Linked DNA regions of Mus musculus: region 1 is linked to region 2. Evidence: chromatin contacts called from public HiChIP or PLAC-seq data. All regions are on one chromosome and are shown on one strand. The core of a region is the stretch at or near the end of the contact, and the rest is flanking DNA. Distances in the headings are between cores, read along the strand shown. Region 1 overlaps Oas2 (2'-5' oligoadenylate synthetase 2). Region 2 holds the start of Oas3 (2'-5' oligoadenylate synthetase 3).

Region 1 (6,316 bases), core at 3,350-5,849, 45 kb after region 2:
AAAGGGTGAAACAGCAGCCCAGCCTCCACAGGCTCTGCACAGGCAAGCACACACACCCATACTCACAAAGCCACTTAGAGGAAGAAAGGGCTGGTTTCCAGATCTTAGTCCATCATGGAGAAGCATCATGAAGGGAGTTCAAGGCAGAGACTCAAGGCAGGACATTGAAGTGGAAAACACAGGGGAGTGCTGTCTCATAGACTTGTGCTTAGCTAACTTTCTTATGCTTGCCAGGGCCACATGTCAAGGGGATAGTGCCACCTAGGATAAAAAAGAAAGACCTTGGATAGGTCTTCCTCCAACAGCGAGAAGCAGCATCTAGATCTGGGCTCTGAGTCCACTGAAAGTGTGAGATGTGGCTGGAGCCACTGCAGAGCCGAATCTTTGTCTTGTCTCAGTTATCGCAAATATAATCAGCCACAGTGGCTGCCCTAGTGTGCTCCTGTAAACCCCACTGTGCCCTCCATACACGCAGTCACGACTCTCTGCATCTTAGACAAATACATGTACCTGGTTCAAAGGAAATTCCCCCATTGAGTTGAATTTCCCCCCAATGAAATTACATTTGTCAGGCTGGAGAGATGGCTCAGTGGTTAAGAGCATTGACTGTTCTTCCAGAGGTCCTGAGTTCAAATCCCAGCAACCACATGGTGGCTCACAACCATCCATAATGAGATTAGATGCCCTCTTCGGGTGTGTCTGAAGACAGCTGCAGTATACTCATAAAGTAAATAAATAAATCTTTTATTTTAAAAAAATAAAACATAAAGAAATCACATTTGTCAAAAAAACATAGGATGGCTTTAGCGTCTAAAGTCGGCTGGCTGTTCTTTGGAGGACCTAAGTTTGATTCCCAGCATTAAACTCCAGTTGGCTCACATCCTGTAACTCCATCTCCAGGGGACCTGGTATCCTCTTCTAGCCCTCAGTCGCTTGTGCTTACACATGCATGCACACAGGACAAATGCACACACATGCAGACACACGCGCACACACACACACATACACACTCACACACATAAATGAGAATAAAGTTTCAAAACACTAGTTTTGAGAACTGTGGGTATAGATTCACTGGTAGAATGTCTCACATGCCCAAGACTTGGTTACGATCCCCTGTATTGCATAAACTGGGCATGGTGGTGCACAGCTGTAATCTCAATTTGGAAGGTAGGGGCAGGAGAATCAGACGTTCAAGATCCTCTTTGGCTACATAGCAAGTTGAATGCCATCTTGGGCTGCATGAGATCCTGTCTCAAAAAAAAAAAAAAAAAAACTCTGTTGCTTACCATATTCATACGATATAACAGACATTTTGCTCCCATGTTAGGTCAACTGCGGTCTGACTTCACCCTCAGGCCCGAAGCCTACAAGGATCTCATTGAGCTGTGTGCATCACAGGACATCAAAGAAGGAGAGTTTTCTATCTGTTTTACTGAGCTGCAGAGAAACTTCATTCAAACCCGGCCCACCAAACTGAAGAGTCTACTCCGCCTGATCAAGCACTGGTACAAACAGGTCAGCCAGCGCCTGCTCTGGCCAAGCTGGTTGTTGGTTTTTTTTTTTTTTTTTTTTTTTTTTTTTTTTTTTTAACCAGTGAACTGAGACACAGGCTTTGCCAAGTGTCCTGGACACCCAAACCTCACGTGCTATAGGTGGTTGGGCCTCTTTAGGGAACCTGCTTCTGTTTAAGCCATGGATCTTCTCATTATCTTCTACCAGGATAGCCTAGGTCAGGTCTATTGGGCCTCCTAGCGCAAAGCAATGTGTGGCAATTTCAGACCTCGGCTGGCCAAAGAGTTTGGCTTCAGCCAAGTTCTCTCCTGAGATGCGTGGATGGAAAGTTAGGGCTGTGTGCCACAGGTTGCCAGTGTCATGCTGTGTAACACACAATGCTCTCTTGCTCTCTCTCAAAAGGCAGCAGGAAGCTGCCCCCTGAACCTAGAGTCACCATGGATACCTGAGGGTTAGTGGGGTGGGGAATCTCTGGCTTGACTTTCAGCAAGTCACGTGACTTCAAGCCCCCCTGTCTTCCTCTTATATGGCAATCCATGTTGCAGGGCCCATAACTAGCATACAGAGGGTCCCATCAGCCAGCATGGTTGCATAGATGCAGAACACTGTGTGTGTGCCACACTGCCTGAGTCTAGCAGGCCTACCTAGAACTCAGGGTCTCCCTTGTCCAAGTTCTATTTCATAACCCAGGTTGCCTCTGCAGCAACCCAAGCAATCCAGGAGACACACGGGGCTCTTCTGCCTTGCCGAGGTCACCTGACATCCCCACTCTCCCCACCAGTATGAAAGGAAGATGAAGCCAAAAGCATCTTTACCCCCAAAGTACGCCCTGGAGCTGCTCACCGTGTATGCCTGGGAGCAGGGCAGTGGCACAGATGACTTTGACATTGCTGAAGGCTTCCGGACCGTCCTGGACCTGGTTATAAAATACCGGCAGCTCTGCATCTTCTGGACAGTCAATTACAACTTTGAAGAGGAATACATGCGGAAGTTCCTACTGACCCAGATCCAGAAAAAGAGGTGCCTACTCTCCCTCCCCGTTCTGAATTAACCCGATTCCCTTCCACACTATTTCTTCCATGACCTAGATTCTTCTCCCCGCAGGGGTGGGGGTGGGGGTGGGGGTGTGTGTGTCTTGTTCCTTCCCAGCTTGAAACTGAGAGAGGAGAAAAACCCAACCTCGGTGTGGGAGGGGCTTGCCAACCAGGAGGGATGAAGAAGCAGGCAGCAGGCAGAGAGCATTCACTCTGCTTTTCTTGTTATGTCACATGGAAATGTGTGTGTGTGTGTGTGTGTGTGTGTGTGTGTGTGTGTGTGTGTGTGCGTGCGCACGTGCGCGCACGCTAGACAATCAGAGATGGGTCTGAGATGGCAGGCTAATCCCTGAGAAACAGAGCAGTGGTTCCCAGCCCTGACCAGCCACCCCTGTGCACGCAAGCATGCGCACACCACAGCAAGTCAAAGGACAACTTTCCAGAGTCAGTTCTCTCCTCCCACCGAGTGGGTCTAAGAGAATCAAACTCAGGTTGTCGACTTGGCAGCAAACTCAGTTACCCTTTATCCAGCCCCTGTCATTAGCATCTAGTCAGATCTGGTTTTATCTTTCAGAACTAAAAGGATAAAACCAGGCAAGGTGGTACCTGCCACAGTCCCAGCATTTCGGAGGCCAAAAGGTGGAAGATATGTTGTTGTTTTGTTATTTATTCATTCTTCCTTTTGTTTGTTTAAGACAAGGTCTCTTTCCATAGCCAGCTGTCCTGGAACTCTCCAATTTACAGAGATCTGCCTGCCTCTGCCTCCTGAGTGTTGGGATTAAAGGCATGCGCCACCACACCCGGTCAGGAGGACGTTAAATTAGATGATAGGCTTGTCCACATAGTAAACTGTCCCCCCTCCCCAAATTATTTAAATAAAGGGAGGGGTCCTCAGAGAATATACTCCATACCATGAGCAAGAAACAAAGGTAGAGGAAGAAAGGGAAAAGGGGGAGAAAATAAAACAGCGAAGGGAAGAAACAAGAGCATTAAGACCAGGATCACTGGGCTTGCCTGCACATGCGCATAAGTTCACCAGCCTATCTCCCCACCTCCAATCCCCACTCCCCAACCCCAGCAATTTTGCAATTCAACAACTACTTAGCAACATTGCATTGTGTGACAACTTCTAGTTGGGCTAGAGTCTCTTGAAAAGAGGTGGTCAAGGTATGCCTTACTGTCTACCTTAAATAACTTCTATTTGGTGGGTGGGGCGGGGGAGAGTTGTTCTTCAAATGTAACAATTCTAGGAAGTAACTTTGACTCTTAAGTAATTTCCAATTGTTTAACCTGGGCTGCCAGACACATTGTATCATTAGCAAAAACAGGGCCAACCCTGAAAGCTGAAGCCAGGAATCTTGACAGCAACCCTTTCACACTATCTAACCTCTCCTTTAGGCCTGTAATCCTGGATCCAGCAGATCCCACAGGCGATGTGGGAGGAGGTGACCGCTGGTGCTGGCATCTTCTAGCTGAAGAAGCGAAGGAGTGGCTGTCCTCCCCTTGTTTCCAAGTGGAGCAAAAAGGCCTGGTACAGCCTTGGAAAGTGCCAGTAAGAGCCCTCTAAAGAACAGGGGTGGGCCCGTCACAGATTCTAATCAAAGGCTTTCTTAGTGTAGTAGGTTGGGATTGCTGAGCCCCCAAAGATTTAAAAACTGGACTCTAAGAGTTCAGTCAGTTACTACATTCTCTCTCTCTCTCTCTCTCTCTCTCTCTCTCTCTCTCTCCCTTCCCAGGTACCTAGAGATCTAAAGACAAGTGACATGGTGGGAGTGTTCACTACAGGAGGGATCTTGTGGCAGGACCAAGGCTTTTTGTCATTTGTCTAGGTGGTGCCTTGATCTACCCTATCCCTACCTGGCAGCAGCACCCATGCCCCAATCAAAATGACAGCAGACACTATCAATTATCCCCTGGAAGTAAGGGTACCACTGTCTAGCTCTCTGATCTATTTTTAGCACAAGTGGCCCTGAACCCAATGGGGTGCCTGCACCTTGCAGCTTCACCCAACCGGAAGATGGGGGAAAGAATGGAGAGTCTGGGATTCTGAGGCTGGCTGGGTGTGGCAGCCTGCCTAGGATTCCAGCCTTGGAAGGCTGAGTCCATGGAATCCCCAGAGCAAGCTGATTAGCTCAGCTAGTTCTGGATTTGATTAACAGACCCTGGCTCAGTAACTAAGGTGAAATAGTGACTGAGGATGACAGATGACTCCTGACAGCACCTGGGGCCACGAACATGTAAACATATGCACATACATACATGGAAACAGATATGGATATGTATATGTAAAAGGGGGAGCAGGGAGGACATGGGATTGGCTTAGAAGTTTCATTGTCACATTCTCACACGTTAAAAATCTAGAATTGTTACATGGCCATACTCGTAATTTTGAAAGTGGCCATCAAATCAAAGTTGTTTCTTCTCCTGTTGGGAGCTTCCTCCTCCTCCACCCGATACACACTGGGCACAGCCCTCCAGGCCACCCTCCCACAGGCAGGCACACTCTGTTCTCCTTTCTGTCCTTCCTTGGCACCATTGACAACTGGGGACAAGTTGAGGGGGCTGTGTCGTGCAGTGTAGGTTGCTGAACACTGTCCCAGTCTCTTCTAGATGTTCCCCCCCCAAACAAAACAAAACAAAAACAAAACAAAACAAACAACAACAAAAACCCAAGATATAGTGTTGTATCTTCTGGTGAGAGAAAGTTTGTCCCTGGTGAGACCCCATACCTCAGGGGCGTGCCCCTGTCTTCATCTGCAGGGTGACAGGCCACATTAGCCAAACCTGAAGCAGTCTACTGGTTGTGTTTGTCTTTGATCACAGTTTCCCAAATATGTTTTCCAGATTCTTTTCTGGAGACAGGATCTTACTGCGTAGCTCTGGCTGTCCTGAAACTCCCTATGGAGTCCAGACTGGCCTTAACTCACAGAGATCCACTTGCCTCTCCTGGAATTAAAGGGATGCGCCAATATGCCCTTCTTTAAGCTTCCTCTCCCTCTCTCTCCAGGTAATGCAGACCCCCGGAAGCTGTGGAGGTCAGATCTACCCCACTGTGGGTGGAGTTACTAAGTAGGAGTCCATTCAGCTCTGGAAGACGCTTCTGGAGTGATCTGGCAAAGACTCAGACTGTGTTAGAAAAGGGAGCCTGGTTCAGTCCTCTCTGGCAGGCTCGCACCTCTATTCTTCCTTCTTGGAATCAAGACATGGGATTATCCTTCCTCCTCCCCCAGGGTCTCACAGCACAGGCCCTGCTCTGTGTGAGTGACCTCCTTCAGAGACACTTGCCCCATGCAGCTCGATGGGTTCTGGTTTTGTCTGTATTCTGTGCAGTTATTTTCCTGCCTCCTGCTCTGTTAGTCTCTAGTCAGCAGCTCCAGACTCACCCTGTGTCACTAAGGTTAAGGCCCTCCCTAGCCCTTCAGCATTGTCAATCCCAACTAGCCCTCGGAGTCTTCCATTGTGCGTCTTTGCCTGTCTCTTTCCCTGTCCCTGTGGATACAGAGATGTACCATCCATCCAGCAGCTAGCCAACTCCCCTCCCTCCACCTCTGCTGTTAAAACCCTTTCTCTTGGGGAAATGTAAACAATATCTACCTCTCTTAATGTCCCAGGACAAACTAAGCTGCATTTCTCCCTTCCCTGAGAAGCCAAAGCTTCCCTGATTGAGCTTAGCTGCTCACAGGAGAGGGGTTACAGGCCTTTGAAGCTGCCACACTAGAAGATCTGCACCCAGCTAGATGGGTGCAGATGGCTTCCCTGGGGCTGCA
Region 2 (5,871 bases), core at 1,706-4,205:
AGACACACGCACACACATAGATGTACATACACACACACACACACTCAATGCTTCCTACAGGCTTGGTTCAGGCCATGTCTCACATTCAGGATTGAGGAGACAAATGTCAGGAAGCCCGGGACCTATGTGCTGGGAGACAGGTGCTCTCCAGCAGGGCTGGCTCACTTCAAATCATGAAGTGACACAGACTGTTTATTGGAGGGATCCATGAAAACACAGCTCTTACCCTGATGAGCGACCACAGCCCTGGACATTGATGAGGGCTTTCTCCTGGAAAGGAGTCTGAGCTGGAAATACTTACAGAACAAAAGAAGTTGTAAACAAGACACTTACCAAATACTTTGGTGGGAATGTGGGTGAGATGTGGGTAGGCTGGTTAATGCAAAGAGGAAATATTGTCTGAAGATATTCTTAGCTTCTGCAATTGGAACCTGAAGTTCTGCCAGAACACATTCCACAGGCTTTACCTCAGCGTTCCGAGAGTGCTAGGCTAGATCCAATGGTGGGCATTGACTGACTACTAAAAGTGCTGAAGAGAGTCCAAGATAATTTTTCTCTGGCTTGTCAACATTCCAGCTCTCTATCACTAAGTTCTAATTAGATATTCAGCCTTGGAGAGTCTTTAGGACCCACGTGGTTTTCCTTCTTGTTCTTCCTCCCCTTTCTCAGGAAGTTCAGTTTATAAGACTCTATGGGAGGTGGGGAGGGCAGCTGACTCTACCCCGGGACCCTGGAAAGGGCTCCTGAGTTGCTCCTTGAGGCAGGGACCTCTTAGCCAAGGACAGAAGAACTCAGGACCTCCAGCCAATTGCAAAAGTGAAACAGCATGCAGGGTGCTGGGAACAGACTCAGTAAAGACCCAGAGGTGGGAACAAAACCCAAAAGAAACAGAAATAAGAGAAGCAGATGGTGTGTGAGCGACAGACCCAGAGTCACTAGGAAGGCAAAGGGGCCAGGTCCATTTCATAGGGGCTGTGGGGACAAACTGTGTAAATACGCCTGTGGCAAAGTGACAGTGTGGGTGGGGGTGAGGTTAAAGACCTTCAAGGGTCTGGGTTACAAACCACAAGTCTAGACATCAGCAGGCAGCTCCCCTCCCAGGTTGCAAGTGAGATTCTATCTTCTGCTGGGTTCTGCTGTCCTACCTCTGCCTCCACCCACCACCACCACCACCACCACCACCACCACACTCTGACCACTGACTCTGTCACAGGAGAAGCCCAGCTGCCTCAGGCCAGGACCTATCCTAATGACTGTCCTTGAGCACAGCCTCATCTCCTAATAAGATTGCACCTTGAGGTCCTGAGAGTCCTTTCTCCTCTTGAAGAAAGGCCAGGGAACATCCCAGCTCCTTGGTCCCTTCTAGACATGTGTAGATCAGTAACCCTGGACCCAGCAGATCTTACAGGAAACAAAGGTGCTAGGAGGTGGGTGGGCAGGGTGTGTCAGTCTGCACTCGCTGCTCTAAAACAGAACAGATTCCCAGGGCTCCCAGGCACAGGATGTGGCTATGACATGTGCCTTCCCCACTTATCTTTGACTGCCTAGCTGTTTGGCATAGCTCGAAACCCCCTTACTTTATTCCCCAGCTAAAGTGACCACAGGAGACTAAGGATGCCTTTGGATCCTTTCAATCCCCAGGGCCATGGCCTCTTCCAGTGAACAGAGCCAAGCTGTGTGATGACTGAGGCAGGTGATGGGTTTAGATGGCCACATCATTACACTGTCATCTAAAAAGATATTCTGTCCTGGAGTGTTCAAATCGTGCCCCCCAGACTATAGCCTATTCATATCAGTTCTCTCTCTCTCTCTCTCTCTCTCTCTCTCACACACACACACACACACACACACACACACACTGTCAGCTGTGATTAGCACTTGAAGACACTAGGTTCTCAACACACACAAACCGGACTCTCTGTTCCACACTTGTGCAGTTTTGGCTGGCAGACACACACGCACACACACATACACAGAGATGCAGACACGCATGTACACGCACACATGTGCACATGTACAGACGTATGAATACATACACAGACAGACACTCACATGCACACATACACATGTGTGAACACATATGCACATGCACGCGCACACAAGTACAGACACACATGTTCCGACACACATGCCCTACACACACACACAGACACATGCACACACACAAACACGCAGGCGTGCAGCAGAACCATCACTTGGCCTCCAATCTGAACTTGCCCTTGCTTCTGTCTTCAGCATCTCCTCCCACAAACAGGGCGCTAAGCACAGAAGCCCTCATTTCTTACCTTAGTCCTTTGTGCAGCCCCAGCCAAGGGCCTCACACTCATCAATCTGATGTCTCCTCTTGGAGCATCGTTGTGCCTCAGCAGAGCAAGGAGCAAAAAGTCAGGATGCCTGGGACTGGAAGACCTGGGTTCAGATTCTAACTCTGACAGTCATGCTGTGTGATGCTAGATGACTTACTCAACCTCTCTGTCCATCTGCCACCCTGCATACTTATGTTAAGACCACTACCAGGCATTTAATGGAGGCTCATTAATATAACCCCATTTTTACAGATGGAAAAAACTGAGGCCCAGAGAGGTTAACACAGGGCAGCACAGCAAAACAATAGATGAGAACTTGGGTGGGGAGGACTGTGGGGGGCTCTGCTTCCTCAGGCCTGGCTCTGAGGTGCTCTGTGGCAGCCTATCTTGGGTCCCCAAATAGGAGGTCAGGAAGCCTCAGGGGACCTAGGGGACCTGTGAGCCTGGTCCCCAATGTTCCCAGGCTGCCCAGAGGGTCAGAAGTCACACCAGGAGACAGCAGAACCATAAACAGATAATCTCAACAAACACCCTGAGCCTGAGTCAGGGAAGAGAGGAACTCAGCAGGGAGGAGAAAACGAAAGTGAAGGGAGGTGACTCAGGGAACACACCCACTGTCACCTCAGGAACACCCCCAAGAAGCCCTGGAGAGAAACGAAACTCTACTGAGAGTACCGGTCAACATGGACCTGTTCCACACGCCAGCCGGAGCTCTGGATAAGCTGGTGGCCCACAACCTGCACCCAGCCCCTGAGTTCACAGCAGCCGTACGGGGTGCTCTGGGGTCGCTAAACATCACCCTACAGCAGCACAGAGCCCGAGGGTCACAGAGACCAAGAGTGATAAGGATTGCCAAGGTGAGAGGGTGGGGCACCCCAGGGCAAACACCTTCAGGGTCTTCTTGAGGGATGGCTCAGGTGTTGCTATAACCAGCCAGTCTGTGGGGAAACTGAGGCATCAAAACCCAAGTTACACTTCCAGGGTAAAGGCCCAGCCAGGGCCACACTGGGTCACCTGATGGCTTCCTATGCTCTCCTAAAGGCTGTCTCATTCACTCATTCACTCAATCACTCAGACTCTAACTTCACACTGCCTGAGCCTCGCTGATCTGAGGCAGGGGGATCACGCACTCACACCCATTGGGACCCAGTCTTTGAGAAAAAGAACATGACCCGGCTAAAGCACACAGACTCCCTCACCAACATGGCACCTGAGGTAGGGATTACTGCCAGCTTTAGGAGTGGGGAAACTGAGGCTGAGTGGAGCTGAGCTGCTACTCTAAGCCACACTGTGTCACCTGGGCATCCTGCCAGGCCGCCCAAGAACCTTTGGCTTCTCAGAGAACTAGGGGGAGATAAACTCTGAGCCGCCTTAAGCCTGGTAAACCTGCTGATGCAGGGGCATCATAGGGACCTAGGAGGGGCACAGTGAGACTAGAGATTGTCCTGGGCAGGTCTCGGGTCACCTGACAGTTCCTGAGGCTGCATCTGAGCTGGAGATGTGGAAGGAGGCTTGGGTCTGGGAGACAGAGCCTGCTTCTGCATCTCAGGTGTGGCTGAATTCCTTCTAGGGAATGGGGGATGTGTATCCCTCCTCCTAAAGCCCCAGGGGTTAACAGGAAACAATCCGCCACAGGTCACTCTGGGAAACAATGAATCTATTGGTCTTCCTTACTGAGCCTAGGGAAGTGGGCCCCACTGGAAAGTCTTCACCAGCAGAGACCAGGCCTTCTGTAAGCTGCACAGGCTCTCCCCTCCTCCCAGTCTCCCAAGCGATATACCTCAGGCCAGGAACAGTTTAGGGCACAGTTGCATTAGAGAGTGGAGAGGTCCTCGGGTGAGGGTTGATGAGCAGTGAGTAATATATGAGCAGTGAGTAATATAAACATCACCAGGCCATTATTTCAGACCTAACTTGGCCCTTGTGTACTGGGGGTTACAGGTGTGGTCCACCAGAGGCTACAAAGTCTCCTTTCAACCGCCCAAAGAGGATCGGGTAGGGGTGGGGGTGGAAGGAACAGGGTTCATGGAGCAAGACCTCTTTAAACTCCTCATGGGATGGGTTTGAAAACCATAACTGAGCTAAATACAGGATGGCGGGGAAGACCCTCATTGTGCCCCTGAGATGTCAGCTGGGAACCCCCTCTCCTCTGTCGTAGAGATTTTTAATCCCAGCGTAGAGTTTCTACCCTGCCTTTGATCATTCAGCCCCCAGATAAAAGACACACACAGCCTTTATATTTACAGTAAGCCTTAAACAGCACAAGAGCTGGGCAGATACCTACCTTCTATGCTATTAGAATCTACTTTCCCATCAATAACCCTAAGTTATCACTTACTATGTTTCATCTGGGCTGCTCTTAACTCTGATTGGCCAGCCCTCGGGACCACGTTTCTATGACTCACCTAACCCACAGCAGCTTCTCCCCCTCCACCGCCTTCTTTTCCTTGTGGTTCTCCTCAGACCACAAGCCCAGGAAACCTAAACCACCCATGTCTCTTCTGCCCAGCTATTGGCTGCCAGGATCTTTATTCGCCAATCAGAAATAATTTGGGCGCAGACTCCAGGTCTTGGGGGCCCACACTCAGCACTGAGGCGGCCTGCAAGAGCAAAACCTCTACACTCCTCTTCTTTTTCGGCTTCAGGAAAGAGAGACGGAAGCAACCCCTCCCAGGTGTTCTGTGTTTCCTTTGCAAGATGAGGAAGTACCTTCCTCCCATCATCCTTAGGGAGGTGCTCATGGGTGATACTGGAAGCTGCCTAGTGGTTATTTCCTCTACTGTCTCTCCACACACAACCAGAGGATCAGCCTTGAGGGGCCTGGCGTCATCACTGGGGTAACGGGAGCCCCAGACTGTGTGGCGCCTGTGCCTCATCTGACTCTTCCAGTCCTACAACTGGGCTCACATGCGAGTATCTGCCGCTATATTTGGCCACACCAGGGCGGCCTGTGTGCTCAGAGCAGATAACAGATGGCTGATACAGAGTACAGAGCATGGGTCTTGGAAGTCACCTTCCAGAGTCCTCAGGCTGGAAGCTTTGAGACCCAAACATCGTCCAAAGGGTCTGGACACTAGGCCTGTCACTGTCCTCGGTGCCAAAAAAAAAAGTGAACTTCCCGGCCACACTTGGCTCGAAAGAGCTGAGAACGGAGGCTGAAGGGACCGCTCAGTGGCTAAGGCCACACAAGCATGAGGCCTGGAGGTCAAATATCCAGAACCCACATAGATGCCAGGTGGGTGTGGTAGCCTGTGATTCAGGCCTCGGAGAGCTCTGGGTTTGATCCAGGGATCCTGCCGCAGTGAGAGAGATGATTACTAATATCAGCCTTGGGTGTCCACATGCACTCACACACACACACACACACACACACACACACACACACTCACAGACTCACACACAGACGCACACCACACATGCACAAACACACCACACACTCACACACAAAAGCACACACACATGCACACACATAAACACCCACACATATATACACCCACATATACACACGCATGCACATACACATACACACACATGGACATGCATATCCACACACATACCCACAAGC

The links. HiChIP or PLAC-seq counts read pairs in DNA pulled down with a chosen protein or histone mark.
Region 1: a contact with region 2 is called in an H3K27ac HiChIP or PLAC-seq map of embryonic stem cells, with 8 read pairs. The contact joins the enhancer-like site here to the promoter of Oas3 in region 2. A contact is called at or near these places in 2 of 39 promoter capture datasets (embryonic stem cells and macrophages), 2 of 15 datasets of contacts at CTCF or cohesin (CD8 T cells and embryonic stem cells), 5 of 484 Hi-C or Micro-C datasets (bone marrow-derived macrophages, differentiating embryonic stem cells and embryonic stem cells), 6 of 115 datasets of contacts at active chromatin or transcription factors (CD8 T cells, bone marrow-derived dendritic cells, embryonic stem cells and 1 more) and 3 of 9 other capture datasets (adipose tissue, liver and pancreatic islet).

What each region holds. Positions count from the first base shown.
Region 1 is chr5:120,731,199-120,737,514 of GRCm38.p6, reverse strand. Oas2 (2'-5' oligoadenylate synthetase 2) reads left to right here. Exons shown (of 11, transcript NM_145227.3): 8 at 1,331-1,518; 9 at 2,297-2,535; 10 at 3,948-4,101; 11 at 5,557-6,316. The coding sequence ends at 5,622. Among named protein-coding and RNA genes, the nearest start is that of Oas2, 15 kb to the left of the region's middle. Within about 2 kb of position 4,599, at least 14 of the 459 cell types and tissues checked have an H3K27ac peak or open chromatin away from gene starts, as enhancers often do. A contact at or near this core is called in embryonic stem cells, where this site is marked.
Region 2 is chr5:120,774,743-120,780,613 of GRCm38.p6, reverse strand. It overlaps Oas3 (2'-5' oligoadenylate synthetase 3), which reads left to right and starts at 2,955. Exons shown (of 16, transcript NM_145226.2): 1 at 2,955-3,163. The coding sequence starts at 2,990.